2 separate regions of the Mus musculus genome follow, and region 1 is linked to region 2. A link is a contact called in public HiChIP or PLAC-seq data. All regions are on one chromosome and are shown on one strand. Each heading gives the region's core, a stretch centred on a gene start, on an enhancer-like site or on the middle of the called end of the contact. The rest is flanking DNA. Distances are from core to core; before and after follow the strand shown.

Evidence for each region. HiChIP or PLAC-seq counts read pairs in DNA pulled down with a chosen protein or histone mark.
Region 1: a contact with region 2 is called in an H3K27ac HiChIP or PLAC-seq map of microglia, with 5 times the contacts expected there. The contact joins two enhancer-like sites. A contact is called at or near these places in 4 of 484 Hi-C or Micro-C datasets (the N1E-115 cell line, cerebellar granule neurons, cerebral cortex and 1 more), 4 of 115 datasets of contacts at active chromatin or transcription factors (embryonic fibroblasts, embryonic limb bud, microglia and 1 more) and 1 of 9 other capture datasets (adipose tissue).

The regions. Positions count from the first base shown.
Region 1 is chr2:4,568,294-4,573,532 of GRCm38.p6, reverse strand. Frmd4a (FERM domain containing 4A) reads right to left here. Exons shown (of 23, transcript NM_172475.3): 14 at 1,094-1,235. Among named protein-coding and RNA genes, the nearest start is that of Gm13179, 24 kb to the left of the region's middle. Within about 2 kb of position 2,987, at least 92 of the 459 cell types and tissues checked have an H3K27ac peak or open chromatin away from gene starts, as enhancers often do. A contact at or near this core is called in the N1E-115 cell line, adipose tissue and microglia, where this site is marked.
Region 2 is chr2:4,315,190-4,320,054 of GRCm38.p6, reverse strand. The region is part of intron 1 of Frmd4a (FERM domain containing 4A); the gene reads right to left. Among named protein-coding and RNA genes, the nearest start is that of Gm23691, 63 kb to the left of the region's middle. Within about 2 kb of position 1,709, at least 63 of the 459 cell types and tissues checked have an H3K27ac peak or open chromatin away from gene starts, as enhancers often do. A contact at or near this core is called in the N1E-115 cell line, adipose tissue and microglia, where this site is marked.

The DNA of each region.
Region 1 (5,239 bases), core at 1,738-4,237, 250 kb before region 2:
GAGGTCTCTGTTTCAGTTCCTGCCTTGGCTTCTCACTCTGACTTCCCTCAGTGGTGAATGGTTAACTGGAAGTGTAAGAGGAAACAAACCCTCCTTTTCTCCTCATTGCTTTTGGTCACAATGTTTTAGCACAGTTTAACACTTTAGAAATCAGACTAGAACAGCCACCTAAATTCAACAGGGTTTAAACAGCTTTGGAAGGAGGCATCGGCTAGTCACATTTGGCTCACAAAACATTCTGTCTTTCTCCCTCTGACCTCATATAAACCCAGGCCTGTCATGTCATTTAAGCAAACAGCAGCATCCCCCACTCTGACTGATTTGGAGGCTGGGGGTTGAACTCAGATCCTTGAGTGCGCTAAGCAAGTGCTCTACCAATGAACCACTTCCTTGATCTCCACTCTTGAAGCCAAGATAAATTTGATCTGGACCTCCTAATCTTTAATGCCAGAATGACCTGCCTGATGCGCACAGATGGTAGAGAGCTGGGTGTGGTGGGGCACACCTTGGAGCCCAGCACTAGGGAGGCAGAGACGGGTGGATCTCTATGAGTTGGAGGCCATCCTGGTCTTCAAAGTGAGTTCCAGGACAGCTAGGACTGTCGCAGAGAACAACCTTGTGTTAGGGGAAGGTGTAAGAATTAGGGAGTAAAACCAGGTGGTGACAAGGGCCATTCCTTTGTGACAGCAAGTCTCATTTACTCGTTTACCCTGTAAAGCCCCAGATGTCTCCTTGGAAACAGAATGTCCTTGACCAGGATAGCCTCCCTCTTAAGGGAACACAAGCAAACCCTACTCTCTGCCTTTGGAGTTGACACTCAGGATGATAGTTAATGATTACATCAGCCAGCATTCGAAAAAACCCCATGAGTGAGTGCCCTTAGAGGGCACTGACAATTTGTGCCTCACTGAAGTTACACACATCTCCCTCTGCCCCTTGGGAAATATTTCTTAGACCCATGTTTGGCTTCACACTTTGGTCTGACGACTAAAGCCAGCTTCTGGACAGCATATGCAGTGGCCTCCTGTGCATGGTGTCCCCACGTCCCTGGGAGGAAGCCATCTGTGGACAGTGTCTCAGGCGCAGGCCCTACCTGAGGACAGCAGACTCCCACTGCTCCCGCTGATGATCTTCCCCTTGCTCCCCATGTTGGCCAGCTTTGAGGTCTTCAGGGTCCCTGTTTCCGTCAGGTCAATGGCGATCTCGCTCAGACTTCGGGCCGCATGGATCTTGGACTGGAAAGGGGAGGTGAACAGGTTATGGAAGAAAATACTTGCCTACTTGTAAGCCCGAATCCAGGTGGCTCGTAAGCTACACAAACTGGAATTCACAGCCCATGAGAGCACGGGCTATAGAGCATAGTGGGAAGAGTGTGGTCTTTGGGAAAGGCAGTTAATCTCATTGAGCCTTATTGTTCCTAAATATAAGCCAGGGAAGTTACCACCTACTACAGAGTGATGCACTGGAGCCAAGGAGACAAGCTGTGTGCACAGCATCCTCTCCCCTCCCTCTAATTCCTTCCCCTTCCTCCCCTTTCTTCTCTGCTCGACAGAGCAACAAATGAAAAATTGTGTCAGGCCAGTAATCCTAGTTACTTGGGGGAGCTGAGGCAGGGAAATTATAAATTTACAATCTGACTGGGCCAATGAACAAGTTCAAAGCCAGTTCGGGTGACTTAGTGAGATACCTGTTCTAAACATAAAAAGTAGAATGAAGAGGTATAGGTCATGGTAGAGCACTTTGTTAGTGTGTACAAGATCCTAGGCTCAACCCCTAGCAACATGCACACACACACACACACACACACACACACACACACACACGCACGCACGCACGCACGCACGCACGCACGCACGCACGCACACGCACACGCATGCACATACATACAAATAGTTGTGACTATACTTATTTGTGCTTAAGCAAGGAGGAGAAAATGAATTCCTAGCTTTATGAATGGCAGATGAAATATGTGAAACAAATTCATAAAATAATAAGTTTAGAAGTTATTCAGCATCTTCAGTTATTACCCATGTGATCAGGGAAAGTTTCGATGGTAGGATACTAGCATCCTACATGTGTAAAGACCGTATACACAAGACAGAAAGCTCTTGAATACTCAGGTCCTGCCAAAAGCTTTGTCACAGATTTGCTTCAATTTTCATTGATTAAATCTATGAAGATTCTAAAGTCTTCATATTGCAATTCAAATTCCATTCCATGTTGTATGCAGGTCAACTAACCCTACTGGGCTAATAGTCATAGCTGATGAACAGAGCCCACAAACCATTTTGTTTCCAGTTTACAATTTCATCTCTAAAAGTGATTTTTTTTTCCAGGAAGGCCATCTACGTTAGTGACATCTTTTGCAATGTGAAAATGCATTGTATTTCCTTTCTATAGACATTATTTAACATTTTGTAATTTGTTGCTGTTGTTTTAGAAATCAATGTCTTTATGATAGCATACACATCATGAAAACCACTACAAATTATAATCTAAGCAGACCCTGGCTCTCTGTGGTGGAGCTGAGGTGCTCAGTGGGGACCTGCTGCCTGAGAGCAGGTCTTTCCATACCCACAAGGCTCCATACAGATTCTGACAGCCTTGGTGAGGCCTGCACACCACTGTCCCCTCTTCCTGATTTACAGGCTTCCTCCTTTGCTCGGGGGCTGTTATTTGTCTCACAGAGGCTATCTGGGCCCTTCAGGCCTTGCCCTTCCTCTGGCCTGTTGTTGTCTATCCTGATGGAAGACAGTGACTTCCGGTCAGAAGAAGCCCCTAGACTTTTGCTCTCGAGTTGCTCACCCGATGTGAACTGTCTTCCTCCGCCCCTCCTTCTCCCACATTGGTGCTTTGACTTTGGCCTCCTCTTTCTTACATTTAGAATCTGGTCAACTTCCTCAGGTTAGGGCCCCCTTGTTCATAAACAAGTCCGGCTGCCAGGCTTGGCAGCCTTCTGGCTGTAGCAGGAAGCAGGAAGGGCTTTCTATTTCATGTGCACTCTACATATCTACAGCACCCATCTGGTTGTGCTTTATCCTTCAGGCGAGCAGGGCGAGCACAATCCATTACTTCCTCTCTTTCAGCACTGTTCATTACTAAGATCTGTGTTTTCACAGAAGCAGCTCACACTTGAACAACTACAGAGCAGCACCTCACCAAACCCATGTCGCACAGCGGCAAGGGCCCAGGAGCTCCTCCTGGTCACTCACTGTTAGACTCTGATCCTTCACCTCTCTGATCCTCCGATGCCTGTTTATACCATGGGGATCTTCAAGCTCACACCAGAGCTGGGATGAGGGCCATGCCAGATTCTCTCTATCAAGACCATTGCAATAGGAATGGGATATAAATCGGAATCTGGATGTAACTTTATGAATGAGGTTAGATTGATGGCTTTACTTGACATTTTAAGGATCCCATTAATGATATGGAAATCCTCAGACTAGCTCCCTTCCCACCTCCCCACTCTCCTGTCCACCCTGCCCCCTTACATATCAACCTCACTGGCAGAAAACCAAAATACAGAAGCAGCAACAACAGACCGTTTTTTTCTAATATAATCTAGATTCTGGTAACTTTAAGAACTTTCTGGAATGGGCCTATCACAATGACCTAACACTCCCTGGAGATTCTCTTCTTGCATAGCAAGGTCTCTGAGCCAGCCCCAGAGCCTCTAAACATCCTAACTGACCACTCAATTAGGTGCTGATGTTCGGTGAGGAAGCCTTAATTTGTTCTATAATGCTATTTATTTTAGAAGGAATAAATGACAGACTGGATGAAGAATGATTAAAAAAATAAAAGATTAAGGAGGAAAGATGTCTGCACATTAACCGCAGAGCGCACCGCTCTGAGGTCAGAGGAAAAGCATCCATCAGTTCCTCTGAACAATGTGAGCTTTCAAAGACTTTCCCCTAAAGTCTATAAGACACTCTTTGGTTCCAGGATGCAAAGGTCACGGGATCCTTTTGACAGCATCTCTGATCTTTAACATCAGCAGATATACGTGATCAATTATAATTAGTGTCTACAGAGCCAGCTTCCCTCCACTCTGCCTTTGACAGTAGAATGTTCCCTTCTTGTACATGTCTGGGGAGCCAAAGGAAGAAGAGGAAGAAGAAGGGAAGGGAAAGGAAGAAATGCAGAGAGAGCAGAGGGAGAGAGGGGAGGCTTTCAAAGTGATTTGCATACTGACTCTGAAGAAGAGTAAGCTGATGTCAGGGAGGAGACCCGTGAGCTGTCTTGGCTACTGCTCACGCTGACTCAAACCACTAGACAGTACTTGTTTCTCTGGGTTTGATAAACATCACTTGGGAGGCCTGAACTATGCTGGGAGCTCTTCAGAGAAAGGAATGGTTGGCATGGCCCCATACAGTAGAATGCCAAGCCTTGCCAGGATGCCAGCCCACACTGGCTGTCCAGAAATATCTGAAGCTTCCCATCCCAGACCTGCTGACACTCACTCGCACAGTCCATGGTGCCCACCAAAGATGGGCCACATGACATCTCAGAAATGAACCATGTCACAATGTAATTCCTACCGAGTGTTTCGCCATCTCTGATTTAATGTGGGGCTTCTCAGAAAGTTTAAACTCCATGCAGCATTAGACAAGGGAATGGGTTAGCTTAATCGTGATGTTAATAAAACACAATTTTCTTAAAGTAAAACTATTTCCTAAAGAAATTTCATAAACATCATGTCACTTCACTGACTACTAATCTGGGTCAGGAAGTTCCTTTTCTGTTCTCTAATTAGAGAAAGCAAAACCGTGTCCTAAGACACCTACCCAGGTCACGGAGCTAGAAAATAGTCATCTGATGTCCAAACGGAGGGGCTTGGTCCTCACCTGTCTGTAAGGCTAAAGAATTGACTCCTAAATGACACAAAGGGCTAAAAACAAAGCTCAGTGGTAGAGAACTTGCTTAGCAATAACATCTTAGGTTCCTAAAACCACAAGAAAACAAATGTTTCTTGCCTGATACATAGCTAAGGCTCTTGTGGCCATGTAAAGATTCCTTGGTAAAATTCTATTCCTCTGGGACTTCGGCTACTTGTCCTTCAGAGTAAACAGAAAAGGACAGCTGAGAGCTTCCTCAAGCTTTTGGCCTTTGGTCTTTTTTTTTTTTTAGGCAGTCTCACTAAGTAAGTAACCTTAGCTAGTCTAGAACTTTCTATATAGATTAGGCTTGCCCTGAAGAAGCAGTCTCCCTGTCTTTGCCTCTCAAGAGCTAGAAT
Region 2 (4,865 bases), core at 460-2,959:
AGAGCAGGAAGCACACCAAAGCCCATTGACTTGACCCAGATGTAGGAAAGAAACTACGAGTTATCCAAAGCCACGAGGGTTTCCAGCATACCTTAAGGCAGTGACTTCAAAGCTGTAGAGTCGGCTATTGTTGCCTGCTCAAGTCAGCCGAGCATGATCTGCCTTTCCCATGGCCTCTTGGTGGATGGCTCTAGCTGTGCATCAGAACCACCTAGAAGCTTTCTACTTGAACCCATCCCTGGGGATTCTGACGTTACTGTCATGGGGAAGGACTCGGGATTCCTTATAGGCACCTTAGGGTTTCTATTATAGAGCTGAGGAAGAGAATCACTGTCCAATAGATCTCAAGGTCACTGTATGTTACATGAGTTCCTCTCACTCATGGTGTTGAAGTTTTCTGCCAGCCATGGGGACACTCAGAGTTGCCTGGAAACTGCTAAAACGACTCTGAACTTTCTCATATGTGACTCAATAGATTCTTGCTAGGATTCTAGAGTTCTTGTTTCTTTTCTACTTGTGTGTATGAATGTATGTTCATGTGTGTGCAGGTGCATATTAAAGTGTGTGTGTAGGCCAGAGGAAAAAAAAAAACCTCAAGATTTGTCCTTCAGGAAATACCCCAGGGGCTGTTCACCTTGTCTTTTGTGATAGTCTCTTACTGGCCTGAAGCTATGCAAGTAGGCTAAGCTGGCTGGCCCATGAGCCCTAGGGATCTGGCTGCTACCATCTAACCATTGATAAGATTATAGGAGTATACCACCATGCTTAGCTGATTTTACATAGGCTCTGGGAGCCAAACTCAGGTCCTCATGTTTGCAGGACAAATCTTTACCAACTGAACTATTCAACAATTCCTCCTTTGTTTGTTTGTTTTTATTTGAGACAGGATCTCATGTAGCCCAGGCCGACCTCAAAATCTATATGTAACTGAAGATGAACTTGGATTATATGTATATACCACCATGACTAAATCATGCAAGGATAGGCAGAGCCTGCAGCTCCACGAATGCTAAATGAGCACTCAACATCCTCAGCCCTAAAGGCTCCTCCTCCTCCTCCTCCTCCTCCTCCTCCTCCTCCTCCTCCTCCTCCTCCTCCTCCTCCTCCTCCTCCTCCTCTTCTTCTTCTTCTTCTTCTTCTTCTTCTTCTTCTTCTTCTTCTTCTTCTTCTTCTTCTTCTTCTTCTTCTTCCTCTTCCTTCTTCTTCTTTTTTTCGAGACAGGGTTTCTCTGTGTAGCCCTGGCTGTCCTGGAACTCATTTTGTGGACCAGGCTGGCTTCAAACTCACAGATACCTGCCTCTCTCCTAGGTGCTGGAACTAAAGGCATGTGCCAGCACACCTGGCTTATTTGTGTTACATTCCTGCCTTTACAGTCGTCACTCACTTTTTTTGGGGGTTTTTCGAGACAGGGTTTCTCTGTGTAGCCCTGGCTGTCCTGGAACTCACTTTGTAGACCAGGCTGGCCTCGAACTCAGAAATCTGCCTGTCTCTGCCTCCCAAGTGCTGAGATTAAAGGCATGTGCCACCACCGCCCGGCTAAAGTGGCTTCTTAATGATATCATATTCTGGTCTATAGGATGCTCAACATTAGCAATGAAGCCATAAAAGGACAGTGAGTGAGTCATTCTCTCCTTTGTCCACATGGACTGGAGGACTCCAGGCCAGAACACTGAGATGAACATTTCAACTGTTTTGGCAGGAGTGATTCATCCATGGGTCACAGACTCATCTATCCCTTGACTCTTGTCCCTGACCACAAGGAAACCACAGCCTTATACACCCAGTTCTTTATCTCTGAGCTCAAAGAACACAAATGTTGCTGATCAGGGGACCCGACTTCCTGTCATTAAGGAGGACATCCTACCACTTAACAGCAAGATCCTAAGCCAAGCCAAAAGCCTGATGATTTGGGCGTTTGATTCCCACCTACAATTAACTAGGTCACAGCTGTAAGGAAAGAGGAAAAAAGAATTACACCCTAAAGCAAGAGGACTTACTGTCATCTGTGACTGCAAAACAAACACTTAGGGCTTCCCTTCCCCTCCTCTCCATGCAACAAAAACAAGTATATTGGGGACAGGATAAAAAAATGATATGGAAAGACTATGGAAATGTCTCAGAGGGTAAGAGTGCTTGCCGTGTATGCATAAGGACCTGCGTTCAGACAAATTCCCAGCACACGCATAGAAGCGGGGATCTGAGTGTCTCCAATTGAGAGTTGGAGGACAGAGACCACGAAATCTCAGCCAGCCATGAATCCAGCCAGCTCAGTTGAAATGGAGAGCTTCAGTCTCAGGGAGAGACCATCTTAGGGAATAAAGGGGAGCCTCACAAAGCAGAACAACCAATGTCCATCTGAATTCTGTGCACATGCTAAGACGTGTACACACACACAGAGGCACACATGCACATTCACACATACACACAAGCATACAAGCACGCATGCATGCACGCAGTTAGGAGCTAACGTGACAGCTTGCTAATGTGTAGTCTCAAGCCTACTTATTTGGTATTTGTTCAATATACAGAGGAGATGAATATATGCAAGCACAGTCTGCTTCTAATCTGTGTTGAGGACTTCTGTAAGATTAGACAGAATCTGGAAAGATCCACGATTGCTTTTGAAAATTCCGGAGTTTTCTGGGCTTTAGATGGTTTAGGTCTGTATGGTTCCCTCCTACTTTGGCTCATAGGAATGTCTCCTAGACCTTGGTGGGCACTAGAGAGGGAGGGAACACTCTTAAGTGTCCACAGTATCCAAGGAAGTAATGCATTTCAGAAAGGGCCACCTCAGTGTGCTGAGTCCCTTCTGGTTACCTATGACCACCAACCAGCATCGTGGATTTTATTTGTCATGGGGTGAGTTACACAGTTGCTACTGATCTCATCCTGAATGGTCATATAAGCTAGTCATAGTAAAGATAATTATTGATAGTTGATGGAGAGAGAGAGAGAGAGAGAGAGAGAGAGAAAGAGAGAGAGAGAGAGAGAACAATGATTTATGTGTGATATTTGAGACCTTGACCACTTTAAAGCATCGTCTGTAATCCCCAGCCTACTTGGGAACCTGTGAGAAATCTGTGTTTGACAAGATCCCAAGTGACTCCTTCATACATAGAAAACACTGCTTACCATAGCAGCCTAGGGTAATGACTTTCAGAAACTTTGCTTTTAGCTATGACAATCTCTGCCCCCACCCCCAAGTAACTTTAGTAGAGATAGATCTCACAAGCACAGGGGGCAGGGGTCTGAGTCTTTTCTGCCCCCTAGTGGCATATCCATCTCCACCAGTTCTTCCAGTACTCTGCTGCTCTGGGGGTGTTACGGGCCCCATAGGTCCTTCCTCCTTCATCTCCCCTCTCTCCCTCTGCTCTGGGGGTGTTACGGGCCCCATAGGCCCTTCCTCCTTCATCTCCCCTCTCTCCCTCCTTCCCTCCACTCCTCCCTCCCTCCCTTCCCTTGAGTCATGCAGGTGATAGAACACATGGACTCAAGCATGCTAGACAAACGTTCTATCAGTGACCCACACCTCAGCATCAAAATTAGATTTGCATCCCCAGTAATAAATAAATATGTGAACACACAAATACCTAAGTAAATAGGGCCAACCAATCAGACATATGAAACAAAGAGTTCAAGTTCAGATTCCAGGAACAGATATGGGGGGATGGGTAAGAAAACAAACAGGGAAGGAAGGCCCTTAATATATAGAAAATATAAAATAAAGAGACCGAGAAATGGAAGTGGCCCCACAGTGAATATCATAGAGAGAACACAGGACAGCAGTTATGTTACATTGGGGTTTTAGCTCGACAACCACGAGATACATGAAAACATCCATGTTTATCATAAATTAAACTCTATGCATGTGTATATGTTGCTGGGACTGAACGAACACAGGGCCTCATGCACACGACGCAAGTGCTCAGCCACTGAGCCACCTCCCCAGCCCTCTGTCTGCCTTTTAAATGTGGAGGCAGACTCTCACTAAGTTGCCCAGGCTAGCCTTGCACTGATTCTAACCCAGGTGATCCTCCTGCCTCAGCCTCTAGAGTAGACGGGACTGTAGGCCTACATCTTTAGGCTGCATTGCCACTGTAATTTGAAGATCTGCTTACTCTTGCGGTCCACTCCTCTATGAAGGATACTTTCTCAGTAGCTTCAGCATCAAGGGACATTCCAGTGTCAACTCACCCCAGATCCCTTCTGGGGAGCTCTCTGGATTCAGATTGTCTGGACTTGAACTCGAGGCTGGCCCATGTAACCCTGGAAAATTACCCTTCATAATTTTCTTTGTGCATGAATTTACTGCTGGCCATGTTCTTGAAGGCATGAGACAGAATCAGTCTGAAGGTATATGGGTCAGAAGGAGGTGAGGGAGACAGGGACACAGTGAGTGACAAGCCATTGGGGTGGTATTGTACCTACTCTAAGGGGACACCCTTACTGTGCTTCCCAGATGCCCAGTGACGGAATCTTCCTTCTTACTCGCCCCCAGGGGCCAAGTCTGGGGAGTGCATGAGAGAAGCAGAAGAGGAAATGTATAACTCAATATTTGGTCCTTGATTCTGGTTCATGCAGTGAGGCCCTTCCAGTGGAAGTCAGGAAGTTTGCTCTGTGTCCATCCCTGGCCAGTGTCTTGGCCACATGATAATCATCAGGGAGCCCTGTCTTGCTTCCTGCACTTTCTGCAGGAAGTGCAAATATGGGGACTGGGTATCGGGATAGCTAGGCATGGTAGACACATGCCAGGACAGTGACAACTCACATCTCCAGGTCTGGGGCTCTCAGACACTGCCAGGTGATAGCATCACCTCTCAGGTCTGTGTTGTTTCTCCTGTCTGAGTAACCCTGATTGTGGTGGA